3 separate regions of the Mus musculus genome follow, and all the other regions are linked to region 3. A link is a contact called in public Hi-C data. All regions are on one chromosome and are shown on one strand. Each heading gives the region's core, a stretch centred on a gene start, on an enhancer-like site or on the middle of the called end of the contact. The rest is flanking DNA. Distances are from core to core; before and after follow the strand shown. Region 1 holds the start of 1300017J02Rik (RIKEN cDNA 1300017J02 gene). Region 2 has its middle 68 kb from the start of Gm31434. Region 3 has its middle 22 kb from the start of Rab6b.

What was found. A called contact is a pair of places that touch in the nucleus more often than the background predicts.
Region 1: a contact with region 3 is called in a Hi-C map of liver, with 3 times the contacts expected there. The contact joins the promoter of 1300017J02Rik here to the enhancer-like site in region 3. A contact is called at or near these places in 7 of 39 promoter capture datasets (cranial neural crest, embryonic stem cells, frontonasal cranial neural crest and 4 more), 17 of 484 Hi-C or Micro-C datasets (the 63-12 cell line, cerebellar granule neurons, cerebellum and 8 more), 7 of 115 datasets of contacts at active chromatin or transcription factors (bone marrow-derived macrophages, craniofacial prominence, embryonic basal ganglia and 4 more) and 3 of 9 other capture datasets (adipose tissue, liver and pancreatic islet).
Region 2: a contact with region 3 is called in a Hi-C map of liver, with 2.3 times the contacts expected there. The contact joins two enhancer-like sites. A contact is called at or near these places in 1 of 15 datasets of contacts at CTCF or cohesin (embryonic stem cells), 16 of 484 Hi-C or Micro-C datasets (the MC38 cell line, cerebellar granule neurons, cerebral cortex and 10 more), 10 of 115 datasets of contacts at active chromatin or transcription factors (craniofacial prominence, embryonic stem cells, epiblast stem cells and 4 more) and 1 of 9 other capture datasets (embryonic stem cells).

Annotation. Positions count from the first base shown.
Region 1 is chr9:103,286,946-103,289,839 of GRCm38.p6, reverse strand. It overlaps 1300017J02Rik (RIKEN cDNA 1300017J02 gene), which reads left to right and starts at 1,543. Exons shown (of 17, transcript NM_027918.2): 1 at 1,543-1,659. The coding sequence starts at 1,617.
Region 2 is chr9:102,933,064-102,935,841 of GRCm38.p6, reverse strand. No RefSeq gene overlaps it. Among named protein-coding and RNA genes, the nearest start is that of Gm31434, 68 kb to the left of the region's middle. Within about 2 kb of position 1,266, at least 46 of the 459 cell types and tissues checked have an H3K27ac peak or open chromatin away from gene starts, as enhancers often do. A contact at or near this core is called in extraembryonic endoderm stem cells and liver, where this site is marked.
Region 3 is chr9:103,089,032-103,091,997 of GRCm38.p6, reverse strand. It overlaps a transcript of Slco2a1 not described here. Among named protein-coding and RNA genes, the nearest start is that of Rab6b, 22 kb to the left of the region's middle. Within about 2 kb of position 1,452, at least 49 of the 459 cell types and tissues checked have an H3K27ac peak or open chromatin away from gene starts, as enhancers often do. A contact at or near this core is called in cerebellar granule neurons, cerebellum, extraembryonic endoderm stem cells and 3 more, where this site is marked.

The sequences.
Region 1 (2,894 bases), core at 294-2,793, 200 kb before region 3:
TGTTTATAGTAAGCCAAACCTGGGATAAGGAGGGATGCTAAAAATCAGAAAGAAAGGGAAGAAAAACTGGCATTATTCAACAAAAGATGTAAGAACACAAACAGAACACTGGAAAGAAACAGATTTAACAAAATAACTCAAGAAAGACACTGTGCTCAAGTTCAATGTGCAAAAATTGTGCCGTTTTCCTGATTGTGTCTTCTATTTCTTTCTTTAAGTTTTGTTTTTGCTTTTTGTATATACAAAGGAGTGTGAGCCCCCACAGAAGCCAGATGACCTGTAGCTGGAGTCCAGGGGTGTCAGGTCCCCCTGTCGCTGGAGTTACAGGTAGTTAGTTGTGAGCCGTCCAACATGGGTGCCAGAATTGAACTCTGGTCCTCTGGAAGAGCAGCACTTGCTCTTAACCGCTGAGCCATCTCTCCAGCCCTACATGCTTGGTTTTCGAGACAAGGTCTCTAGCCTAGGGAAGTCTCCAATAGGGCACGTAGTTGAAACCTCGAACTCCTAATCCCACTGTCCCCACTTCCCAAATGCTGGGGTTTCAGGCCTGTACTTCCATACCAGGCCCTGCTTTTTTTTATTTAGTTTTAGATCCTAGTAATGTATATAAAATGAAATGAAATTTCTGTTCCTAGCGGCACTGTCTGTAAGGATGGAATCGGTACTACAATTGTCAATCAGGGTGAGAGATGAAATATTCTTCATTCACATGATATGAAACAATAGGCCACACTGATAGCTGGTGGGCAACCACACACCTCTGCATAGATAAATCATACCAATTTAAACTTGGGTGAGAGAAGCCAGGCTCTGCGCTGTAAGTTTTCATCTCTGTGGAGTCCTGAAGTTAGCAGACTTCCGTTTCTGTTCCATGTAGGGGCCACCTATGTGGGAGAAGCTCTGCAGGGATTCGGCCTCCTGGATGTGGACTGGCTCTACCGGAGTCCTCTTAGTGATAATTATTACACTGTGCTAGCAGGGTTTGTTGTACACCTACTACTATATTTTAATTAGAAGTTCTTCGAGTTTTATTTAAAATTACCAGACTTTTTCTAGGCAGAGGTCGCACAGCCTTTCGGACAGGGCTGCAGCCGGGTGAGCGAGAAACTCTGCATGTCAGATCTGTGCCTGAGCCAGGCCTTACACAGCTGGGACAAGCAACACTGGTGCGTGTGGTGTGGAGTGGGGGTGGGGGTGGGGGTGGGGAGATAGAGGAGAAACTATGGGCTGTGTCACAGAAGAGATAGCTCCACTGGGGTCGCAGGACAGCGGGAGGACCTCAGCTTAGTCAACTTAGAGTCCTTAGTGAGAAGTGAGAATTTCCAAAAGAAAATTGTGTTAAGGTCTTATGCATGTGCGCGCCGGCTTTCCCGGAGAAGCACCGTTTCCACCCAGGGACCGAACCGGGGACAGAGAGAGAAAAAATAGTGTCCCTAGCCGCCTGAGTATCTGCTTGGCCAGATAAGGAAGGCATGGAGGGTGTGGCAGTGGCGACCAGCCCGGACTGGGGCTGAAGAACCTTTCCCAGTAGGCAGATTCATCAGTCAACACTGCCTTCTGGGTAAAGTGCACCTAGGCTGGGGGAGAGCAAGCAGAACGCAGTTCCACAGTTGAAAATGAGGCTGCTCATCTGCGCCCTTCTATGCTTGGGGACCCTAGGTGAGTGTGCTGAGAGCCAGGCAGGGGGCCGGCCCTCTGGGGAGGGGACCAGGTGTCATTTGCTGACCATACACTTCAGGGATCAAATGTGGTTGGATAGACTATGAGCCTAGAGAAGAGTAATCACTTTGGACTGGAATTCACCTGCCACGCAGTCCCCCGGCTGTCCTTTGCCCTCACTGAGGCGGTCATAGTGGATTGTCGCTGACTCTTTTGCTTGCTTTTGGGACCCTTTTCCTGCCACATCCTCCTTAATACCAGGGAGGTGCCTAGTCTTTTTGTAACTTGTTATGTCGCGTTTGGTTGATATCCCTGGGAGGCCTGCCCTTTTCTGAAGGAAAATGGAGACGTAGTTGGTGACAGGGGATGTGAAGAGGGACTCAGAGGAAGGAGGGGAAATTGCAGCAATATATGAGAGATAGGAGAGGAAAATAAAAAAAACAAAACAAAACAAATAAACAAACAAAAAAACCCCACAACTTGTTTCACTGCTTTGGTAGGTAAAGGGGCTGATGTTGTGATTGACGACATATGACCTCCAGGACCAAATGGTAGAAGAGGAAATCCACTCTTGAAATCTGTCCTCTGTAGTAATAATAAGTATAGCACATAAAATAAAAATTTAAAAAAACCAAAAAAAAAAAAAAAAAAGAAAAGAAATCTGTCCTCTGACCCCCATGTGGCTTCCACACAATGTTAACTTTTTTTTAAAAAAAGTTATGTTTACCCAACAAACACACAGTTGCTGGAGAAATGAGCTAACACAGCCAGAGGCAGGCAGAGTTCTACGCTCACAAATACAAGAAGCCCTTTCGTGGGTAGGGAGAACAGGCTCCAGGGAAGAACTCATGCACTGTGAAGAGCTCTTCCTGTCTCAACCACGGTTGGATCCTCCTCCCTTTAGCTTTGTCTGATCTGAGACCGTGGTAAATAATACCTAGGGTGGCCAGAGCCCGGCAATGGTGCACAGTATATGTCTGCCTCTTCTGCCCAGCAGTGCCATCTGTAGCCACCCAGAGGGTCATTCGCTCTCAGAATGCAGCTGCCTGATCTCTTTCAGAATTCCCCTGAACTGAGCCAGTGTTCTGCTAAATAGCGTTCCGCCACCATTGCCAGCAATGTCAGACACAGACCAGAAGTTCATTTTCCCAACAGGCTTCATGTTTACATGTCAGAGACTAAAGGCCCCTCCGGGCTTCGTTTCTTCACGACCTTTCTCCGGGCTACCAGACCAG
Region 2 (2,778 bases), core at 17-2,516, 160 kb after region 3:
GAAAGTTACTGTTAGTACAGAAACAGGACTTCAAGGGCGCTCCTCAGCTTCCCCCAAATGTCTCTAAGGAACTAGGGCTCAGGCAGTTTTACCATAAGAGGTCACGGTTCAGAATATTAAAAGGCAAAGTTGAGGGAAACCAAGATAAAGTTGGGACATTTTACTCAAAAGAAAATGAACACGCTAATAAACAAACAACAACGACAACCAGCTGGCGTCATCACAAGACTTAGCATTATAGCAAAGCTTCTTAAAATAAGTCATGACCCCACCTGAGGTCACACAACTCACTGTGGGGGTTGTGAAAATGTGGCTGAGGTTAAAGGTTTCTGAATGCGCACGGACTAAACGTGAACCCCAAGACAAACATGACATGAAACCCAAGCTGCTTCTGATCATGCGCACCCCTTCTGATCGCGCTCACCCCTTCCGATCATGCTCACCCATGCTGCACAGGGCAACCTCCAACCTCCCGGAAGCTTTGCGCCTTGCACTGTACACTCGACACACGACGACAAGGTCTCACTGAGATGCCTTGGCTCAAGTTTGACGCTACTGTGCTTTTCTGCTCTTTTAGAAACACATCGGTTTAATTATGTAATTAAAAAAAAAAAAGACTAATTTTTTTCCACGGACAGTTCTTAGTGTGTATCTAACCGGTTTATTAGATCTCTATACACACATCCCATTAGTATAATTTTGTCTTTAATAAGTGTCAAGGAATTGTTTTAAAATGATCTTCCTTATGATCTATTATTGATAAATGTCGATTTGTACACTTGTACCCGTACACCCTGGGTGATCTAGAAGGAAATGATGAAGAGAGGCGTGAATAGCAAATCCTATAGTAAACTAATAAGAAAATCCTATAATAGACTACAAAACAAATCTCCTAAGCCCCACCCATATTCATGAATGGTAGTTAAGCATAATTACAAATTAGTAATAAAATTATAGCAAGGCACAAGCATATGGAAAAAATAATCTTCTGTTTCTTGTTATTTTTAGGTTACAAAAAAAAAAAAAGACAAAACTCCACCACAATCGTGTTTAAAATTATTTTGAAACTATTTGAACACTCTGAGGGAAACGATACGAACAAGATGTCGCACTAGGAGGCCTCAGCCACAGCCACAGTTAGTAACAAGCCATGGGCCCGAATGCCTTTGGGAGAGCGCCAGTGAACAAGGAGAAGCTATGGGCACACTGGCTGTCAGAAAACCAAAACCGCATTCCAGTGAAAGAGGGAGGGCCACTTTCGGAGATGGGTGGATTCGATCACGCCCCTCCCTCTACACCGCACAGCACAGGTTATCCAGGCAGACGCCCCACCAAGGTGTAGCTCCTCCCTGAGAAGGAAAACAAAAAGACGGACCTTACACCCAACGTCATGGATTATCTGAGGTTGCCTCTAAAGGTCTGCTTAAAAGGACTGCTGAGCAAAAAAGCCAGTCTGAGTACCGCTGAACAGAGTGTCACGTGACCACTGCAGTTCTTCAGACAGATAACACTAAGAACAAGAGATAAGAAAGCTCTGTGAGGCCCTAAAACCCCTAAATTGGGCCAATCGACTCAAGAATGGAACTAGCTTAAACACACACACACACACACACACACACAAATATAAATAAATATATAGAGCACAAAGAATACAGAGAAACAGAGAGACAAGGTCCAATGAAGCCCTCTGATGGGAAGAGGGCGGATGGAAGTTGTCCCCGCCAATGTTTGAGGACTGTCCTAGACAGTCTTCAAACAGGAATGAAGAAGCGGCGTGTCTGTCCAGACTATACAAACAAAGTTATCTGTTATTGTTGGCAATAAAATCACATACATTGGAAAGCCCCGTAAAAATAAATCGCGCACTCAGAACAAGAGGTAGGGCAGCCTGACACAGATATGATTTTGGAAATAAAACGGAAAAATTACTATTCCATTTTCCAAAAATCTGTAAGACTTCTAATTCTGGGCCTTTAAAAGTATTATTATAAAATACTACTTAGAATTGTTGGCGTTCCTTGTTATGTAAAGTAGAGTGCCTTTTTGAAGGACATGGGCTGGCAAGATGGCTTGGTGGGTTAAGGCCCTTGCTGTATAAGCCTGGGGCTCTGAGTCTGATCTCCAGAACCCACGGTGGGAAGAGGTAGGCTACCCCTGCAAGCTGTCCTTTGACTGTGCACATGAGATAACATTACATGTGTGCGAGACACACAATAATAAATATAATGATAACAATAACTTGTATATAAAAGGTAATTTGTTATAATAGACAGTCACCGTGGCATTGAATAGCATGGATATATGTCACCATGCTAACCCTCTAAAATGTCCTTGCAATGTTGCTTAGGCTTGGCTCCAGAATTCTCTCCTACGCCTTGGAAGTTCAAAGTCCTTTCTACAGAATGCATGAGTGTTTGCATATAATTCTTACAAGTCCTCTCATGTTATTGAAGCCATCTCTAAATTACTTATTATGCCTAATACAAATGCTAGAAGTAGTCACTATACTGTATAACGGATACTGGCAAAAAAAAAAAAAAAGGTCTGTCCATATTTGGTACACATGCTTTTTTTTTTTTTTTCTTTCAAAAAATATTTTAGCCTGACATAAGATCCTGGGCTCATCAAGTAAAAATTTAAAAATCCATAAGGGCAGAATGAATTTTATAAAAGAAAGCATATTAATCAAGCTATAAATGTGTTTAATGCTAATTTGGGTATAAGTAAGTTCCTAGTTAAAGTGAACATAAAACACAGAATTGAATTGACACATAAAAG
Region 3 (2,966 bases), core at 203-2,702:
ACATTTGAAATGCTGTACTGAGAAACCCACAGTGCAAAGAGAAGTTTAGGAGCCTGAACAGAAAACCTGTTCAAATAAGCTGCCCCATTTGGCTTTCAATTACACCCCTGGGACTCCAGTTCCCACACTGCGGGGAGGAGAGAGAGAGAGAGAGAGAGAGAGAGAGAGAGAGAGAGAGAGAGAGGACATATAGTGGAGCCAACTTTGGCTGGGGCTGCTCAGGAGGACGGCTCTTCTGGTCTCTGGGGTGTAGCAGTTCCCTCTCAGGGACCCGGGGCTGTATTTTGAGGTAGGAACGCCCTTCTGGGACTGGTTGACTGGTCTCTAAGGCCATTCTCCAGGCTTTGAATGGGCTGGTCTAAGCCAGTCCCGAAGGACGCCTAAGGGGCCCCCGCTAAGCCTAGACCCTACCCTTCTAGCCTTACTCCTGTTCTCCTTCAGGTTCCCTGATCAGGGGATTCTCAGAATGTGCACAGGTTTGCTCGCCTTTCTACCTTTGTTCACAACTTAGCTGTCCTCTCTCCCTACACTCTTGACCCTCGAAACCAGCCCTGGTCCCTTCTCTGATTTCCCAATGGAATCCACAGCACTTGGTCAAGTTCCTACCCTAGGTCAAAGTATACACGCTGCAAGGTCAGGAAATGTGTCATGGCGGGTTCTTGCACACACCAGCTACCAAACAAATAAAATGTGATTGACAACCGGAGGGGACCTCATTTATCGATGTGATGGTCCTGATGGCCTCACCATTCAGGAAGAAGCTCTGGGTGAGACTCCTCCCCTCGAGATAAGCCCCGCCCCTTGGGGGGCATGCTCAATCAACTGTCATCCCCCCTAGCTCCTCCGCCTTCTCATCCTTTGCCTAAGTCTTTGTCAACTAAAGAGAACCTTTTTCCTGACCCTGCATCTCTAAACCTCTGATCCATCAGCTCTGCCTCTTCTGGGCCTGTCCTCTCCACTTTTCCATCTCTAAGGCAGCCTTGGCTTTGCTGAGATATCATCTTTTCTCCTCTAGGGATCCGCTGTGGATGCTTCCTCCCTCTGACTGTATTCATCCCTCTTCCAACAGCCTGACAAGACTGAAGGGTCTCAGAGAGCATATTGGTTCACCTAGAATCACTCCCCATGGTGGAAGATTCTAGCACTTGCCTAAGTCTGCTCCTCTCCTCTCTGAGCACAGAGGATTATATTTCTCCATCTGTACAGCAGTTAGATAATGCCGTGAGACTAGTTCTGGCCAAGCGCCTGGGAGCAGAAAGACTATGCGCCTTCTGGCCAAAACACTTGCTTCCCATGGCGAGACCTTCTTAGCTTCCTTTCCTGCCTCATTAATTGTGGATTGATGAAACAGAGGTACCTCAAGTCCAAATAGCTGGCATTCTGAGCCACCCTTGGAAGCCACTGCCCTGGAGAGTCACCCAAACAAGCCACGGGCTTTGTGCAAACAAGAGATAAAGGTGTGTTGTGTCATGTGACTGAAGCCTAGCCAAGCCTATTTCTGGGTGGTTTGAGGAGTTCAGTAAATAAATGCATGGCTTGGCAAACTGTAGCGAACTATGTACATTTTATTATTGTTATCAAAGTGTAGCAGGTGCCTAAGGAGCAGAGACTTTGTCAAGGTAGAGAGCCCTGTGTCCTGTGGCCACCAAACAGGGCTGGGAATGGGTGTGGAGGTTGATAAATGGGCCGGGCCTGTCACGAGAGGAAGGCTTTCTCTCATTAATGATTTGCCAAGGGCTTGCCCAGGACCTGTTTACATATTTAATCACCGATGAAAGGTTAGCAAATCTGGCCTTCTTGGCAGGGAATGGACATTTTTACCTCCAATGTTTAGTCCCTGTGGCTGGGAAAGATAGGAATTTTTTTTCTTCTGGATTTGCAAGGATTACCCCCCCACACACACACACACACATACACATACCACTGCCAATCTCTCTGGGAAGCTGTAATACAATATTTTACTATCAAGTTGACAGTAATTCAGGACCCAGCTTAGCTGCATCTCTCCATCTTTGAAAGTGTTGAAGGCAAATACAACATGGCTTTGTTTCTTAAGCGAGAACATGATAAGCAGTTACCAGATGGGACATTTCCCCAAAGGTCTGTGCTTCAATCTCATGGCTCTGCTTCTCCAAGTTTTCTCCTCTCTGTCCCTTTTCTCCACGTCTGGTCTTTACCTTGTGGTACCCAGAGGGCTCACTGGATTTTGTTTGATGAATAGTTACAATGTTCTTGGGATGCTTGACTAGAATGTAAATAATTGAGACATCACCTGGTCTCCCAACCTCTATCACCCAACCTACACAACCCTAAAGAGATCCCTCCTCTTTCTTCTCACCAGCCAATGAACTTCAATGGGAAAAGAGGCGGGCTTCTCATTACCCAAGGCTTGCCCTAACTTCAGAATGACTTATAAGAAGAGAGGGGCTTGGGGCAGCCAGAAAGACCTGGGCTTTCTGTGAAAGCTCTCTGCTGGCTGCTTCCTTGATTTTGGAGTTCTCCTTTCTTTTTCTCTTTCTTTTTTTCTTTTTCTTTTTTCATTTTCATTTTCTTCCTTCCTTTTTTTTCTTTCTTTCTCTCTCTCTCTTTCTCTCTCTTTCTTTCTTTCTTTCCTTCCTCCTTCCCTCCCTCCCTCCCTTCTTTCTCTCTCTCTCTCTCTCTCTCTCTCTTTCTTTCTTTCTCTTTTTTTAAGACAAGGTCTCAATATGTAGCCCTGGCTGTCCTGGAACTCATCATGTAGATCAGGCTGGTCTCGAACTCTCACACACCCAGTTGCCTCTGCCTCCCAAGTACGGGGATTAAAGGCATGCTCCACATGCCTAGGATTCTACATTTTCAGACATACTAGTGTGGCTCCCATCATAGGCTGGGACGAGGGTCCTGCCAGAGGCTTTGGACTCAAGGACACTTGGTAGATATCGCTCCCTTCCAAAGGATGGCAAACCCTTTATTTCCTGTTTCTTTGG